2 separate regions of the Hordeum vulgare genome follow, and region 1 is linked to region 2. The links are chromatin contacts, called in public Hi-C maps. All regions are on one chromosome and are shown on one strand. The core of a region is the stretch at or near the end of the contact, and the rest is flanking DNA. Distances in the headings are between cores, read along the strand shown.

Region 1 (4,975 bases), core at 1,931-4,430, 130 kb after region 2:
AAAGGGAATGGTATACGGGATTATATGAATCCTTGACACAGAGGTTCAACCGATAAGATCTTCGTAGAATATGTAGGATCCAATATGGACATCCAGGTCCCGCTGTTGGATATTGACCGGGGAGTGTCTTAGGTCATGTATGCATTGTTCTCGAACCCGCAGGGTCTGCACACTTAAGGTTCGGTGACGTTTCGGTATAGTTGAGTTATAGGTATTGGTGACCGAAGGTTGTTCGGAGTGCCGGATGAGATCACGAACGTCACAAGGGTTTCCGAAATGGTCCAGAAACGAAGATTGATATATATGATTGTTTCATTTGGTCTCCGGAAAGATTTCGGGCATTACCGGCAGTGTACCAGGAGTGACGAACGGGTTCCGAGTTTTTATCGGGAGGGGCCCACCCACCCGGGAGTGAGACTAATAGCCCAAGGGTGGCGCACCAGCCCTTAGTGGGCTGGTGAGGCCAGCCCAAGTGGGCTATGTCGGCTAAGGAAAAAACCAAAGGAAAAAAAAGAGGGAGGTGGGAAGGAAGAGGAGGACTCCTCCTTCCCCAAACCGAATTGGGGTTGGAGTCCTCCTCCTCTCTCGTCCGGCACCCTTGGGGCTCTCTTGAGACTCAAGGCTAGCCCCTCCCCTCCTCCTATATATATTAGAGGTTTTAGGGTTTTTGAAACACAACTTTGCCACGTGCAACCCTAAACCTCTACTTCGTAGTTCTTCCTCTAGATCAGAGAGAATTACGAAGCTATTATAATCATGCACATAAGAATCATATTATATATCAGAGAAGAGTCAAATATTTATCATGAATAATCCGAACATAAACCCACAATTCATCGGATCCCAACAAACGCACCGTACAAAATAGTTACATCATATGGATAAAATCGAAGACGAGATGATCATTGTATTAAAGATCAAAGAGAGAGATAAATATGTCGTCTAGGTACGGCCATGGACCCGTAGGTCTATGGTGAACTACTCACACATCATCATGAGGGCAGCAAGGTTGACGAAGAAGCCCTCCATGATCGATCCCCCCTTCGATAGAGTGACGGAACGGAGCTCTAGATGGCCTCCTGTCGAAACAGAGGCTTGCGGCGGCGTAAAAAGTGTTTCGGGACCTCCTCTGATGTTTTTAGGGTAAATAGGAATTTATAGGCCAGAGAACGGGATCAGGGGAGCCACGAGGCGGCCACAACCTATCAAGTCGCGCCCCCAGGGTGTGGCCAGATGGCTTGTGAGAGCCTCGTGTGCCTCCCGGCCTTCTTTCGATGCTCCACGGTGTTCTTTTAGTCCAGAAAAAATGCACAAAAATTTTCAGGTCCATTGAGCTTCGTTTAGTACTGGAACCTGCAAAGTGGAAAAACATCCAGAAAACAACAACTAGCACCAGATGTTGGGTTAATAGGTTAGTACTTAAAAATAATGTAAATTGATAGGTATGTGTCTAAAAAGTGTTCTAAAATGATAACATAATAGCATGGATCAATAAAAAAAATATAGATACATTGAAGACGTATCAATCTCCTGCTTGTATTAAATTTTTATGTATGTTTTTTCACCGCTTTGATGGTCATGGAAGACCCTGCTCTAAAGAATTTAGTTATTGCTGATGCAACATTACATGTAATGAAAACGGGTACTTGGATAGAGGAAACACAGAGGTAACTGATCGCACGAGTTCTTGATCCCCACTCCGAGTGACCTGAATCTCTTGGCAAGTGTTTTTCTTATTTTGGTCTCCTATGAGGAATTCACAAGAAGAGGGGACATTCTTAATCCGTTTATTTAGTGGAGTATCAGAATTCAGTCAAACAATCATTTTTCATTCATGCAAGTTTGGAACTTATTCTCTTAAAAAAATAGGCCACTATCATAATGGAAAGGGGAGTTACCTAGTTGGTAAAAGGAAAATATCTAGCTGTGAAATAACAATGTCTAACAAATAGAGCTATCGATTTGATTTCTCAGTTCCATCATTTGGGCAAAACAAAAATATGACTCCACGAAACAATTTACTTTTTGCAAAAAGATAAACACCCAAAATAAGCTGAGCGCTCCTTACTTCAACCCAAGATACTAATCACATGCACCCAAATCCCTTCATTTCTCTCAAAACTAGCCAAAAAATCAGAAGCGCTCGAAGCAATCTTTTGGGTCGGCGTCTTAGGTGATAATATGATTCAAGCTGGAAACTATCTACCCGAAGAAGATCGAAATCCAGGAGTGACTATGATTCAAGCTGAAAACTATCTACCCGAAGGAGATCGAAATCCAGGAGCCCTTATTTAAGCGTCGCGTTGGAGATTGCTTAGGGCATTCGTTCGAATCCATCCATGAAGTTGGATAGTCCAAAACTAGAACCTTGCCGAATAGCCCAAGTCGGTGCTTGTTTTAGTTTTAGGTATCGGATTTAGTTTTGAAAAAGTTGAATATTCGGTAAATAATAATTATTAACATTGCCTCGATACAAGACACGATAGACACTGTATCATGTCTTGTATATAGGCTACGTCAATTAAATTAGATCGGATGGACTATTTCAAAACAGCTTTGAAAATTTTAATCAAAATCTGATTAAAGGTCTAGTTCCAGCGTATTGAACTGATGAAGCACGTCTAGAAACGGAGGGAGTATGCTTCAGTGCACATCCACTACTGTTTCCGTGGAAGGTGAAGTCCAAACAACGAGTCCCAAATGTCATCGCTGTTAGTGCCACGACGGGATGAATGGAGAGGATGCGAATATCAACTTGGCTAGCTGGGTCTCGCCTGGTGGTGACTGGTGTGGCGAGGAATCGAGAAGGAAATTCGACAGCCCAGCACGGACCACCACGTCCTCCCGATTCATTCGTCACGTTTCATACGGTAGGAGTACTAGTAGTAGTTTCCTTGACACAATGGTGAAAGTAGCATCTCCAGGAAAAGCAACTGGCTACCGTTCATCAGATCCCAACCCCGTAACCGAGCCCAGGCAGCCAGACACGCGGCGCGCGCCGTCCAATCAGGCTACAGATCAGCTCAGCCAAGGCGACAAAAAGCGAAATCAACAAAATAATCAAAACCCCGATCCAAGATCCGCGCCCGCCGTGTGGCGCAGATCTCACGGTGGATCGCTCGACTTCGATCGCCCTCCCTCCCTTCCGCCCGGCTATAAAACCCTTTCCAACCTCGCCTTCTCCCCCCACCTACTACCGCATCCGCCACTGCTCGTTCACACCCGCTCCACTCGTCCGCGCTCCTCCCCCTCCCCGCAGCCCCGACGTGATCCCGTCGTGGATGCAGCCGCGTGGGAGGTCGTTCAACCGCCGCTCCCGCAGCTTCTCCCGCGCCCGCCTCGCCGTCGAGGGATCCTAATCTCGCCCGCCTCCCGTAACGAACAACCATCCCATCTGATAAATTCACGCGGAACAGCCCGCCGTTAACAGCCACGGGAACTAAGATGGACGCCGCCGCCGCCGCCGCCGCTGCCGCCGACGCAGTCGTTGCCAACGGTAAGCAGGAGGGGCTCACCAAACACCGTTCCGTGTCGGCCGGATCGGACCGGATCTCTGCTCTCGCTTGGTTGTTGGTTGGGGGGAACGGTCGAGCACATGGCGTGCGTGTCTTCCCTGTTTGCTGGAGTGGGGTCACTGACGCGTGGCGTGTGTTGCAGGGGTGCTGGCGAAGCTGGAGGAGGAGAGGGAGGCGCAGAAGAGGTACTGGGAGGAGCACTCCAGGGACCTCACTGTTGAGGCCATGATGCTCGACTCCCGTGCCGCCGATCTGGACAAGGAGGAGCGCCCCGAGGTGATAACGCCATTCCATCGCCTCGTTTCCGTTCCGTTGATTAGTGGTAAATGGTTAAGTGCCAGTATATCTGCGGATACATGATATTTTCGTTTCTTCAACTGTCCACCTGCCTGATCTGGGGAGCATGTGTGTTGATTTACTGCTTTTGCCCCCACCCGGCTCGGCGGCTCCAAGTATTACCAATCATAATATTGGCGCTACCTAGAAGAAATGCATGTTGTAATCGTTGATGCTTTTGGAGGTGCTGCGTTATTTGGGGAGCAAACTGATCCGTATTGTGTGGTGTTCAACGCAACTGTGCTGTGCTCATTGATGATGCTGACACGTAATTTTTAGTGTTCCCTGGATCCTAGTTTGGTTAAAGAAAAATATCGCGTCTACTTGAGATGATGCCAAAAACCTCAACTTCAATATGAAGTTTGTACTTGCTTTTTGGTTTTATAGAAGTTTGCCATTCATATTTTCCTTAGTAATAATATAATAATCCATCTTCTTGTATTTTACATTCAACATCAATATGGCATATTACATCAGGTATCATATAAGAAGACTTACCATGCTATATGCAGAGTACTAGAATAATTAAGGTGTAGTTCCCATGAAATAGACATGATTTCTTGCAAATTAGGACTTCAGAACATGTTTACCTGGACTTGTATTCAAGATTCTCATATAATTCCACTCTTACTTTTCAGATACTGTCTTTACTTCCTTCATATGAAGGAAAATCAGTGCTGGAGCTTGGCGCGGGAATAGGTCGCTTTACTGGAGAACTGGCTAAGACAGCTGGGCATGTTCTTGCAATGGATTTCATTGAAAGTGTGATTAAAAAGGTATCAGCATTTAACTACTCCTGATTTAAGAAAACATATTGGGTGCCTGAATTGCGATGGCATTCTTTTAATCGCCACATGCATGAAATGCCTGGTTCACTGAGCTCTTTTCAATATATTTTCATTGTAGAATGAAAGCATAAATGGCCATTACGAAAATGCATCCTTCATGTGTGCTGATGTTACATCTCCAGACCTGGTGATTGAGGACAACTCGATTGATCTCATATTTTCAAACTGGCTACTGATGTATCTTTCAGACGAGGAGGTAAGATAATGCACTTATGAACCTGGTTGTTTGTCTCGATCCTTGATTTAATAGCCATTTTACAGGCCTGTAGTAATCCT
Region 2 (5,258 bases), core at 2,293-4,792:
ACTGCGCAACTTCTATAGCTTCACAACCGTACAGTCACAGTTACATACACGTTGGGCGCAATGCCAAACCCAGTTTCCAGAGTTACATACTGCGTGTTGTGAAGTTCAATTTCCTTGCGTCACAAATGATAATGCCAGGTTTGTCCCGCCATCTCCCTTGCGTTGGCCGCTTGATCAATTCTTGTATAGCTCATGCTTGTATTAAATTTTGGTGTATATTTTCTCACCACTTTGGTGGTCATGGAATGGAAGACCCTCCTTGTAAAGAATTTCGTCGTTGCTGATGCGGCATCACATGCCAATGAAAACTTTTATTGGGATACAGGAAACACAGTCACGGAGGTTACAGTTACACATGAGTTCTTGATAGTTGATACCCATTCCCCAGCGACCTGGTTTTTCTTTTCCAATTGCTTATTTTTCTTTAGTCTCCGGCGAGGAACTCACGAGGAGAGTAAACATTCTTAAATTTCGTTCAGTCTGATCGTTTAGTGGAATATCAGAATTCTATCAGAATTCAGATAAGCGATCATTTTCTTTCATGCAAGTTTGTAACTTCATTTCTTAAAGGAATTTTTTGGTCCAGTATCACTAATGGAAAAGGTGATCGGCCCGGTTGGTAAAAAGAGAAGAGCTGTCTGTGAATAGCAGCGTCTACAAAATTGAGCTATCAATTAGGTCTTTTGTCAAAAAAAAAAAAAAAAAAGAGAGAGAGAGAGAGAGAGAGAGAGCTATCGATTAGGTCCAAAATCATTGCCAGCGTCATATTTGTTTTCATTTTCTTCATCGAGCTTTGAGTCTTTTGTGCGAAACAAAAGTAGAAATCATATTGTTGATCTCTACAAAAACCTACATATAGTGAACTAAATTCAGCTGCATTTCTCTACCATCATATACACACATCAATAGGAAGCGGGAGGCGGTGGAAATGGCACCTCCAAATGTCCTTCCAGCATCAAGATGACGCTCTTGATGGACGGCCTCGACTCAGGCTCTCCTTGCACGCACCAGATCCCAACCTTCACCGCCCGCTCCATGGCCGCCGCGTCGACCACCTCGTCGCTGTTCATGGCCCTCGTCACCTCACCCCTCAGCAGGCACTCGTACGCCAGCTCCCTCAGCGTGCGCTCCTCGCCGGCCTCCTCCATCTCCATGCCCCTCCTGCACGTCACGATCTCGAGCAGCACCACGCCGTAGCTGTACACGTCCGCCTTCACCGTGACCGGCCCGGCGCCCCTGTACCACTCGGGTGCCAGGTACCCGCGCGTGCCACGGACGCCGGTGAAAGTGCGCGTCTGGTCGGGCTGCAGCAGCTTCGCCAGCCCGAAGTCGGCGATCTTGGCCGTGCCGGCCGCGTCCATGAGGATGTTCTGCGGCTTGACGTCGCAGTGGATCACGCGGCTGTCCAGCTCGTCGTGGAGGTAGTGCAGGCCCCGCGCCACGTCGAGCGCGATGCCTAGGCGGCCGGGCCACGCCGGCGCGCGGGATGCGCCGCCCTTGAAGAGCAGGTCCGCCACCGAGCCGTTGCTCATGAACTCGTAGACGAGGAGGCGGCTCGCGCCCTCGTGGCAGAAGCCCAGGAGGCGGACCAGGTTGCGGTGGCTCGTCCGCCCGATGGCGCGCACCTCTCTCTGGAACTCCCGCTCGCCGTCTTCCACCAGCTTCTCCAGCCGCTTCACGGCGATGACCTTCTCGCCGTTGCGCAGCGCCCCTTTGAACACCGTGCCGAACGCGCCGCGGCCCAGAGGGTCCCGGAAGCTGTGCGTCGCGCGCTCCAGCTCCTGGTAGGTGTACGATCTCAGGGGCGCCGTCTCCTCCTCCAAGCCCTCGCCGGCGTCGGCGTTCGCGAGCGCCACGTGCCGGTGTAAGATCCTCCAGTTCGCCCGGAGCAGCCGCGCGGAGGCGATCAAGGCGGACAACGCGACGCATGCTAGAACGCCGATGCAAACCAGCGCGATGGTGGTCGCGCGCCCGACGCCGACGGATCTGTGGTTGGTGTCCCTGCCGCTGCCGCCCGGCGTCGGGTTCGCCGCTCCCCCGGTCTTCACGGACAGCGCGTACCCGCCGCCCACGCGGCCGTACCGCAGAGGGAGCTGCTGCTTCGTGCACGTGCCGTCGTTGGCGTCCCTTAGCACCGCGGCGCAGAAGCAGTCGCCCAGGCACGCCGCTTGGCAGTCGGCCGCGCTCGTGCCCGCGCCCATCACCTCGTACGGCGTGTCCGCCCATGACATGTTGGGCGTGGGCGCCATGGAGAAGCCTGCGGCGTCTTGTTGTCCCCCCTTGCATTGGCCGGCGCTGGAGTTCACCGTGCAACCGAGCGCGGCGTTGCTCGCGTCGACGAAACCGAACCCAGGCGGGCACAGACAGGTAGGCTGCCCGTCGCGATCGAGGACGCAGTAGCTGTTGAACCCACAAACTCCCTTGACAAGGCACCGATCGCTCGGTGTGCTCCATAGGACGTCGGCCTTTGACGCGCCGCCGGACACGAAGGCGTGGCGGTACAGACGCAGAACTCCGTCAGGGTCAAGCGTGAGACGGTAGTGGGCTTGCTCCCCAGCTTTTGCGGCTCCGGGTCGCGTCAGGTTGTTGGTGTAGCTGCCGTTGCTGTTCGCCTGGTAGAGCACGCCACTGGCATCCAGGCGCAGGGTGAGGGGGAAGCCGATCTGGAAGGTCACCGTGTCCCAGTACGCCGCGGCTGCCACGTTGCTCGTGCCCACCGGGTACAGCACGAGGTTGCCGTCGTTTTGCTGGTTGGTGAGCCGGTACTTCCCGGTGGCCCTCGTGGTGTCCGACACGCTGGAGAAGAGCTGAGCCCCGGGCACGAGGTCCTGCCCGGCGAGCAGGGTGTCGGTCGGGGACGCGAACGTCGACCACACCACCGACGCGTCCGCGCCGTACAGGACGAAGTTGCCGTCGTCGAGCATGGCGCCGGAGACAGCCGGCCGGGACGGGACTGCCACCGGCCTGTCCTTGATGCTCGCGCCGATCCAGATGAGGCGGCCGTCGTAGGTGAGCATCAGCGAGCCGCCCGTGTCCGGCGTGTCGTTGCGGTTCGCGGTCCACGTGACCGTTACGTTGGGCGCGGTGGCGAGCCAGACGCCGATGGCGAGGCCGCCGTCCGTGGCGTAGAAGCCGAAGGAGAAGCGGCCCGACGGGGACGACCAGCCGGCGCCGGCGGCAGCCAGTAGGGGGGACCTTGATGTGATGTTCGTCTGCGCGAATGACACTTGGAGGGAAACATGGATGACTAGTGTTAAGTAGAAGAGCAGATGGAAAGGCTTGGCCGCCATGGATGGATGATGATGAGCTTGCTGGGCGAATGCTCGGTGGGGGGTCGCTTAGTGCGTGTATGATGAATTGGTGATGCTGATACTGCAAATCACTCAACAGCAAGTCAATCCTTAGTCAGAAATGTACATTAGAACTAATCTGCCGGCCGAAACTTTAGGATCCACCAACCACTTCATGCAATATTTTTTCGTTCGATGCAGCAATCTTTTCAATGGTTGCAACAAAAAATAAAATTTGTAGTAAGAAAAATATCTACGTGGTCGTAACAAAAAAACGAAGTTGATGGTGCGCGGTAGCAAAAGTCAAACACCGGTTGTGGAAAATATCTACGTGACGTGAATGTAACTTTTTTAGTGAACGGTTGCAGCAAAGAATGATGCCGGTTATAGCAAAATTAACACAGTTGTAGCAAAAGTAAAAAATAGCGATTGTAACGAAAATCCAACGAACTGAAGTTGCAATCAACCATGAATGAGCTTTTTAGCGGACAGATGTAGCAAAACAAAACGTTTATAGCAAATATAATGTCGTTTGCAACAATTTTAAATGAAGAAAGTTAGATATCAAGTCAACGAACGCCCGCATGTGTGCGACCGGCCGAACGATTCCCATTAGAGTTTCTGTTGCATCTTGATTTGCCAACGAAGCAACACCATCGGAAGCACTTGTCGAGCAATATCGTGGCTGCGACTTTTCCGTGAAACCGGGCATCATGTGGACCACGAGAAGGGAGACTGCGTATGGACTTTTTTTTTTCATGAACATCCACAGGCGGCCGAAATCACTATCTCGACCCTTCTTGAAAACTTAAGCGAGATGGATTTTTTTCATTGTAATATGACCCTTTTCCTACAAGTAATGCTACACGTACATAAGTTTATAAAAATTTTATACCCAGAAGAATTTTGATTGGAGGTTAAAAGGGATGAGACCCCATCCTTATTAAAAATTAGGGGAGGAGAGATTAGTTAAAAAGAAAAAAGAGATTGACTAGCGACGGCGCCGCATATATGCTCTTCCATGCGGCGGCTCCTTAAACAGTCGGTTGAGCCCAATTCCCTTTGATGTTTAAAATTCAAAAAGTTTTATCTATAAAACCGTTAATTCAATCGATAATCCGTTTTCACTATTGACTTTCTCGCGACGAGTTTTTCGAAACTAGATCCCACGTCGACATGTTTTGATAATTATTTTTTTCAGTTCAAACTTGTCATATTTTTTGACCCCACTTGACATATTATTAACCACTTACTTGTCTGGGAAAAATAACTTGATTGCCATTTTTTAATGTTGTTTCGTATAAAGCCTTGTGGCAGTTTCTATTATGCATGATATAAAAAGCATGTAATAGGTTGTGTTTGCCAATTTAAATATGCTAATTTGTCGTATTTACATATAACTTTGCGAGAAAACTATTTTGTGTGCTTGTTAGTTTTAAGTATGTCGAGTTGTCATATTTACAAACGATGACCAAAAAAGATTTCTTGTGGTCATCGATTTTAAATATGTTGAGTTGTCATATTTTCGCGCGTAATCGCCTATAAAAAGTTGTTTGTGTTTGCTAGTTTGATTATGTCGAGATGTCATATTTATATGCAATCTCCAAAAAATATGACGATTAAATTATTTTTTATCACACAAGTAAGTACTTACTAATATGACAAGTAAGTGCAACAAATATGGTAAGTACGAGTAAAAAAAAAGTTGTCGAAATATGTCGACATGGATCTAGTTTTGAAGATTTCGTCAAAACAAAGTCAATGGCGAAAACGGATCATCGATCGAATTAATGGTTTAAGAGATAAAAGTTTTTGAATTCCAATCATTTAGAGATGAATCATTGCATGCATGCATGCATGCATGGGAAGAGAACACAATGCATGCTTGCGCAGCCGCAACATGGTGATGCCGAGATGCGGCGCTGTTAATTAGATTTTCCCAAGAAAGAATGATAGTCAGTGTGTAAC

Evidence for each region. Hi-C and Micro-C count contacts between places; a contact is called where the count stands out from the background.
Region 1: a Hi-C map of leaf shows a contact between it and region 2, with 5 times the contacts expected there. The contact joins the promoter of LOC123444185 here to the promoter of LOC123444183 in region 2. A contact is called at or near these places in 2 of 6 Hi-C or Micro-C datasets (leaf and seedling) and 1 of 1 datasets of contacts at active chromatin or transcription factors (embryo).

Annotation. Positions count from the first base shown.
Region 1 is chr3H:447,290,138-447,295,112 of MorexV3_pseudomolecules_assembly, forward strand. It overlaps LOC123444185 (phosphoethanolamine N-methyltransferase 1-like), which reads left to right and starts at 3,181. Exons shown (of 12, transcript XM_045120822.1): 1 at 3,181-3,496; 2 at 3,658-3,791; 3 at 4,490-4,627; 4 at 4,758-4,895. The coding sequence starts at 3,445.
Region 2 is chr3H:447,157,155-447,162,412 of MorexV3_pseudomolecules_assembly, forward strand. It overlaps LOC123444183 (G-type lectin S-receptor-like serine/threonine-protein kinase LECRK1), which reads right to left and starts at 3,543. Exons shown (of 1, transcript XM_045120820.1): 1 at 739-3,543. The coding sequence starts at 3,290. The coding sequence ends at 903. LOC123444184 (putative clathrin assembly protein At2g01600) reads left to right here. Exons shown (of 15, transcript XM_045120821.1): 15 at 1-322. The coding sequence ends at 18.